Regions from separate parts of the Gossypium hirsutum genome. Here region 2 is linked to region 1. A link is a contact called in public Hi-C data. All regions are on one chromosome and are shown on one strand. Each heading gives the region's core, a stretch centred on a gene start, on an enhancer-like site or on the middle of the called end of the contact. The rest is flanking DNA. Distances are from core to core; before and after follow the strand shown.

The links. A called contact is a pair of places that touch in the nucleus more often than the background predicts.
Region 2: a Hi-C map of leaf shows a contact between it and region 1, with 2.3 times the contacts expected there. The contact joins the promoter of LOC107942584 here to the promoter of LOC107889774 in region 1. A contact is called at or near these places in 2 of 34 Hi-C or Micro-C datasets (both in leaf).

The regions. Positions count from the first base shown.
Region 1 is chrD12:11,667,628-11,671,065 of Gossypium_hirsutum_v2.1, reverse strand. It overlaps LOC107889774 (tubby-like F-box protein 5), which reads right to left and starts at 1,637. Exons shown (of 6, transcript XM_016814333.2): 1 at 1,355-1,637; 2 at 1,102-1,267; 3 at 484-877; 4 at 96-183. The coding sequence starts at 837.
Region 2 is chrD12:11,937,582-11,941,019 of Gossypium_hirsutum_v2.1, reverse strand. It overlaps LOC107942584 (succinate dehydrogenase [ubiquinone] flavoprotein subunit, mitochondrial), which reads left to right and starts at 1,744. Exons shown (of 16, transcript XM_041108474.1): 1 at 1,744-1,997; 2 at 2,544-2,702. The coding sequence starts at 1,893.

The DNA of each region.
Region 1 (3,438 bases), core at 388-2,887:
TTTTTTTCAGATAATAATGAAAGATATAAAGGTGCATATTTTTAAATTTATAATTAATAATAGTAACTAAGGACATCAAAAACAAGATGACTTACAAGGCACCAGACCATAGAACAAAAGATATGTAGAACTTGTTCTGTCCCTTCTAATATAGCACTGAATTGGAGACTCACGAGGACCCGGCTGTTCATGAGCACAAAGAGAAGATATAGATAAACGTTTAAATGGAAGAACAAGAAAATCGCCACTCCCATTATTTAAAGACACCAACATGAGAGTTATTACTGAATGTGTGCAGACACAGAAGGTTATTAAAATATATACTTTAGCTTTATCTATACTATTATTTAAGCCTGACAAAGACAAAGATGCATACAACCAATATATCCGTGCAAAGTTTTGTAGCTAAATTCTGAACTTGAAGGCTCCAGCAGTTTATTGTATAGGGATCAAAATGGCATATTTAATAGGAAAGTGTTTAACCTGCTTCAATGAGATAGGAAATGTGAGTCGTCCACACTGCTCTGGAGTCTTCACAATCTCCTTTGTAATTTCCCTCCAAGACCTACAAACTGCAGCACAAAATACAACGACAGCTCGAGCAGGCCAAGCTGTCTCGCTCTCTTCGACCCTCTGGATGATATCCAATAGCAATTCAGGTGGTAGATTGGCCCAGGGGCTTTGTTCTGAGAGTTGAGATTCCAATGGTGCTTCATCAGGAGCAACATGGGATCTAGTCCGGCTACGCCACAGCTTGCTTTGATCTCCCCTCTTTGACATGTTCCCAATCCCATCTTTCAGTTCCTTTAACTCCCGCATAATACTCTTCAGTGACATCTTCTTATAAGCACATCAAATCCAATTTCTCAATATTCAACTGAAAATAATAGTATATCATATCAAACACCATAAAAGATTTTCTCTCCTTTTTTTTTCAATTTTTCTTCACTATTCAAATCTCAGCTCAACCATAAGCAAATTCACATAAAATCAAACTCAATAAATAAAATTTAACACCCGGAAAGCACGAGATAAAGAAAACCTCAAGATCAATAACCAATAAATAGACATCAATTTTTAAAAAAATGGGTATCTTTTTACCTGAATCATCGACCGGAAAAGCTTAAAACTTGAGATTCCAAGATGAAGAAAAAAAAAATGTGGAGGTCAACTCAAAGCCAACCGATTCTAATCAAAGCCAGAACTGAATCAGCTCAGATGCATTCCAACAATTTTAGGGACCCACAGTTCAATCAACACCACAAACCTGAAAAATAAAGATCAAATCAGAATGAAAGAAATTATTAGAAATGCTTTATTTGGGGTTTTTTTTTTGTAAAGGAAAGGTGCCAACTTTTCTTTTTATGAGCGGGAATCCTAAGATGGTCACGTCATTGGTAACGCTGGCGCCACGACTGCCATAATCACTGTCACCGCCTGCATTCTAACATCCCTTCCACCACCGCCGCCTCCATAACAACAAGTTTGGGGTCATCAGCGCTTTCTCTCTTCCTCCTGCCGCTGTTAAAAAGACAAAAGCTCATTCACTTAAAAAGGAACCAAAGTTGGGTTTTAGAATAAAAATAATATTCTTTAGTTGTTTTTTTTTTTTTACGTTTTTTTAATTAAGGTCCGATAAAAAGTAACCTTTAAATTTAATATATATTTAATGAAACAGTCTACTCACGTGGACTGCCGTGACGATTATTTAATTAGCCCTGCTGTCAGGACACGTGGCATCAGCCAAGTATTTTGGGAGATACATCTTTTGTACCCCACCTGATTAATATTTGATGGGAGACCTTGTTCTTAAGTGCTTTCCCTTCAATTTCCCACTAAATTCAATTACCATTTATATTATATAATAAAATAAACAAATTAATAGATTCGGGTTATTGAACCAAATTCAAATCCCCCAAAGGTGGGAGACCAGTGGTAACCATTACCAGAACCTGCCATTTTGGCTAGGTTTGAAAGGCATAGTAGGACATGGTAGGGTGAAAAGGTTAGAGCCATGTGAAGAAGAGCAGAAACTGTAGGGTGGAGTCCCATGCCAAATTGGAGGATAGCAAAGTTCCACAAATGCACGTTCAGGAGCCCATTCCCAATGCTCAGTGGGCTTTGATTGTTACTACTTTCATGATGGTGGACCACATGTTGCTAAGCTTACAACGTCATCCATTCACAAGTTTCCACCAAAACCAGAGTCAGCCTCTATACTATACATCACATACTCTTTCTTTTTCTACACATTTTTTAATGATTAATCAATGTCATTCATAGTTTCATGCACTAGAATATGATGAAATCACACTTTATTTATATATATGTTCTTCCATTTCAAGAAATATTCAATCCAATAAACTTTTTTGTTCTAAAAAATAATACAAAATTCTAACTTGTATAGCTTCTTCTAATTCTCCTATTGCAATCTTTTTTTTATACCGAAAATAATATGAATCCATTTATTATTCATTGTTCATATTTTTATGAGAAGAGTTTTTTTTTAATAAAAGACTGTTTAAGGATTCAACATAAAAAATTTCAACATTAGTGATTTTTTATCATAACGAATAGAAGGGAGGCAAGGAATTTAAAGGCCAAAAGGGATAAGCATTGAAAAATGGAAATTTGAGTTACATCCACGTTTAGTGGCAAAGAAGAATAATCAAATTTGACGCCAATCCCCTCACATGTCTCTCCTTTCATGCTCATGGCTGCTCTCAAATTTGGGTGATGGGGACCGCTGGTTTAACAACCTTAAATCTCCTCATTTTGTGTGCAAAATAGGGTTGCTTTTTTCCCCGGCCGATAAGGTTAGGCACCCATTCCCTCAATTGCAACTCTTTCCCTACTATAACTGCCACTTTTGCCATGGCCAACTCATCCGTTGGAACACACCTTTTTGGAACTTGTAATCATATAAATAATCCTAGTTTAGTAAAGTGAAGTTCACAACTTTAATCTCTTCGCTAATCTCAAAACATCAACTGTGACGAAAAAGTAATGTTTTTTCTAACAATTTAACATAATCCAAGACTATTTTTCGTCTTTTCAGAAAATGAATCGTAAAATGCTGATACAATTTAACTCATCGATACTAAATCGTCACATATTTAGAGAAAAAAAAAGTTTACCTGACAATTTCATATTATCAACCGTGCTAGGTCAATATTTTATGTGACTGCTTTAGTATAGTCCACTGAGTTTGAAGTATTCTTACAGAATGAATACAAATACAGTAAATAGTCTTGATTTGTTGCTAAATCTTGACAAAGGTATACGAAAACTTGTTATGCGAAAAGCGACGAAACCCATGTCTGGAATCTGTTTCTTCAGAAGTTATGGCTGTTTAACAATGGGGGTGGGGACTAAACATATTTTGTTGTAACCAATTTAAGTTTTGTCTGAAACTTCTTTGGCTGTTTGTGTTAGTCG
Region 2 (3,438 bases), core at 495-2,994, 270 kb before region 1:
TAAAATAATTGTTAGAAGGAAAATTTTTATTTTTAAATTTATTTAAAAGTTTCAAAATGAACTCTCATGACATATTTATATATTTTCAAAATAAAACTAATTTACTTAATTATCATTTCAAAAGATCTAATAATATTCATTTTAGTGTAGACATTTGATTTTGTTTGAAAACCCACTTTTAATTTTCTAACAGCAACAATTATGCTAAATTAAGTGTTTAGATTCACATTTTTAAAAATCATATATTTTTTTAACATTAATCCTAAAGCATCTGCAAAATTTTAATTTGAGAAATGATTTCTAATAACATTCTTAAATTAAAGTTTTTGCAGTCCATGAAGAGGACCTGTAATTGATACCGACTTGCAAAAAAGGAATAATTTATCAACATAAAATGTTTCATCGTGTATGGTTTAACATCATAAAATTAGGGTGCGAATATTATTTCATCTCATAGCTTGTATATATTAAATTTATAATTTTATAATATTAATTTTTGTTTAATTTTTAATCGATTTTTTCAAAAAATATTAATAAATTAAAAATGTAATATAATTACAAAATATTCAATTTTAAAAATAATACAAAAATTTATCATAATTTGAATATTAATATTAATACATTAAAATTTAAATAATATTATTAATAATTTCTTATAGGTTATTCATTATATATATTGTTAAACTAATTTGTTTTAATGTTAAAATTGTCATTTATTTTAATTTTATATTTCTCTTTGCTCTATTTAATCAAGGAATGTAATTAAATCTTATTATATTATAAAAAGGAATATAAATTTAATCTGATAAATATTATTAATATGTGACTTTTTTTAACTATATTCTGAACTTAACATTTTAATATTCATTAATTTTAATATTATAACATTAAAGTGTAATTCAATCAAGTAAAATCTTAAAATAAGGAGATACTTTATTTAAAATCAACTTTATATTTAACATATATAAAATTATAAAAAAAATTTAAACAAAAGGCATAAAATAACTTAAAAAAAATTAGAAGGCCAAAGAAGTAAAAGAGTAATTTACTCAAATTATAAATAAGTGCTTTAAATAGAGAATATTATGTGTCAAAAAAAAATGTTAATGTGAGCATGACTATTTTTTTTAACCTGTTATAGTATAAAATTTATTTAAATTTAATTATAAGAACACATAGTTTTTTTTCTATAATTAGTGAGAAAAAATAGAGTTATTTGAGATTAAACTCAAACTATTATACTTATAAACATAATGCTTTTGTTATTAAAATAAAAAACTGTTGACATAAAAATATATAATTTTGATATAAAATTTGGCATATTTCAAAAATTAAAATGTCCCCCCCCCCAATAAAAAATGGTTTCATAGTTTGACGCTTAAATCTCGTGATACTTTTACTTTTCATAGGTATATTGTTTTTTTTTGTTTTTAAATAATTATATATATTATATAAATATATTTTAATTACATATGTATAACTATATTTATACGTTAATATAAAATTTAAGATTACTAAAAAAATTCAATAATTTAATTAAATAATTAAAATTTAACTTTATATATAATTATAATAAAATAAAAACGATTAAGATAAAAATACATTAAAAACTAATTATATTCCTCAAAAAAATTCATAGAATGCAAAAGAAATGGCATTACGGTAGTTATCTTGAAAAACAAAGGGTAAGTGTAACAGCATACTGCGTCAAATGAGCAATTAGGCCCTTTCCAACTACGCCGCCATCATTTTTGCTCTCTTCCCTCGGCCAGGCAGTAACTATTCCCAGCAAATATATATATATATATTTATACATAAACAAAATTAACCACACGCCTTCCAATACCCGCTACTCGCAAAAGGAAAAAAAGCATCCAACAAAGTAGGCGGAGATGTGGCGCTGCGTTTCTCGTAGCCTTAGAGCTCCATATTCCAACAGATCAGTTGCCGCTAACTCTCTTAGATCTAACATTTCCAGTTTCTTCTCCACTCATGCTGTATGCTTCTTTCTTTTCTAGGGTTTTTGAGCTTTTTGTTCCGCTTTTAATTTCTATTTCTTTTCTGCTTTCAAAATCAATTCCTGCTTTGTTTTTATATTCTCGTTTTCTCAACGGTTGCTGGTTTTTTTCGGGTAGATTCTGATTAAAACCTATATGTAATTTGAATCGTTTTAGTGTTTGTACTGTTTGGCTGCTGAGAAAGGTGTCCAAGGAAAAGAATCCATAGAATCTACGCATTATTTTCTTAAATCATCTTTAATTTTAGCTCCATTCAGTTGACTTCCCTAATATACAGTAGAAACAAATACCATCTGGAACTTGATCTTAGTTAACATCTTTTTCTAATGGGACAAGTTCCGTTTTCTGCCCATGTTGATTACTTTAGCTGATTTTATGCAAAATGCATATATTTTCGATTTGTTTCTCAGTATTATCTTTTTCTTCTGATTGGTTGGGAATGTTTTATAGAATTTATATAGTTATTAAAAGAAAAAAAAACTGAACCAGAAGTATTTTGGTGATGGACATTTGCGATCATTGCAGGGGCCCCCTTATACAATAGTGGATCATACGTATGATGCAGTTGTGGTTGGTGCTGGTGGTGCGGGGCTGAGAGCAGCCATTGGTCTTTCAGAGCATGGATTTAATACTGCTTGCATAACTAAGCTTTTCCCAACTCGTTCACATACTGTTGCGGCTCAGGTTTTTAGACTATATGGTGTTCATGATTATGAGTTATGCTGTTGCTATTATTCAGGGCATGCTTGTGTTACGGTGGCTTTAGATAAATGGGATTCATCATTCTTGATTTTATGGGCATATTGGTTCTACAGTTTAGTGGTTTCTGTACATGGTACTTGTCTCTTTGCTACTGTTCCCTTTCTTATCACAGATGTCTGTGTTGCACAATAACTGATGTTCTCCTTGTCCAATCAAGACTGAACAAACATGTTCAAAAGAAAAAAGAAGAAGAAGAAGAAGAAGAAGAAGAAGAAAAGAGACTGCACAAACGTGAAGTTCACCAAAATCATTTTTACTACCTCAAATATGAATTTTTTAAAACATCTTCAAATATCATAAATTGCCACTCTTACACTTTCCATATTATGATCCATTTGTTTCTTTTGCATTTTTCTTAAATATAGTGTCTTTTGCACTTTGAAGTGTAATACATGGGTATTTAAATTTCTCTTGTCCAACTAAGACTGAACAAACATGAATTATACCAAAAGCATTTTTATTACCATAACCATGATTTTCCTTTTAAAGTTCTTCAAATACTATAAATTGCCACTCTTAAACTTTTTGTATTATGATCTATTTGTTTCTTTTGCATTTTAAAGTGCAATACATGTTTATGTAAATTTCTTATATTGATGTGTTTTATAAGATACAATGCACTTCTCCAATTTTTTTTAAGTATTTTGTTTTCATTTTA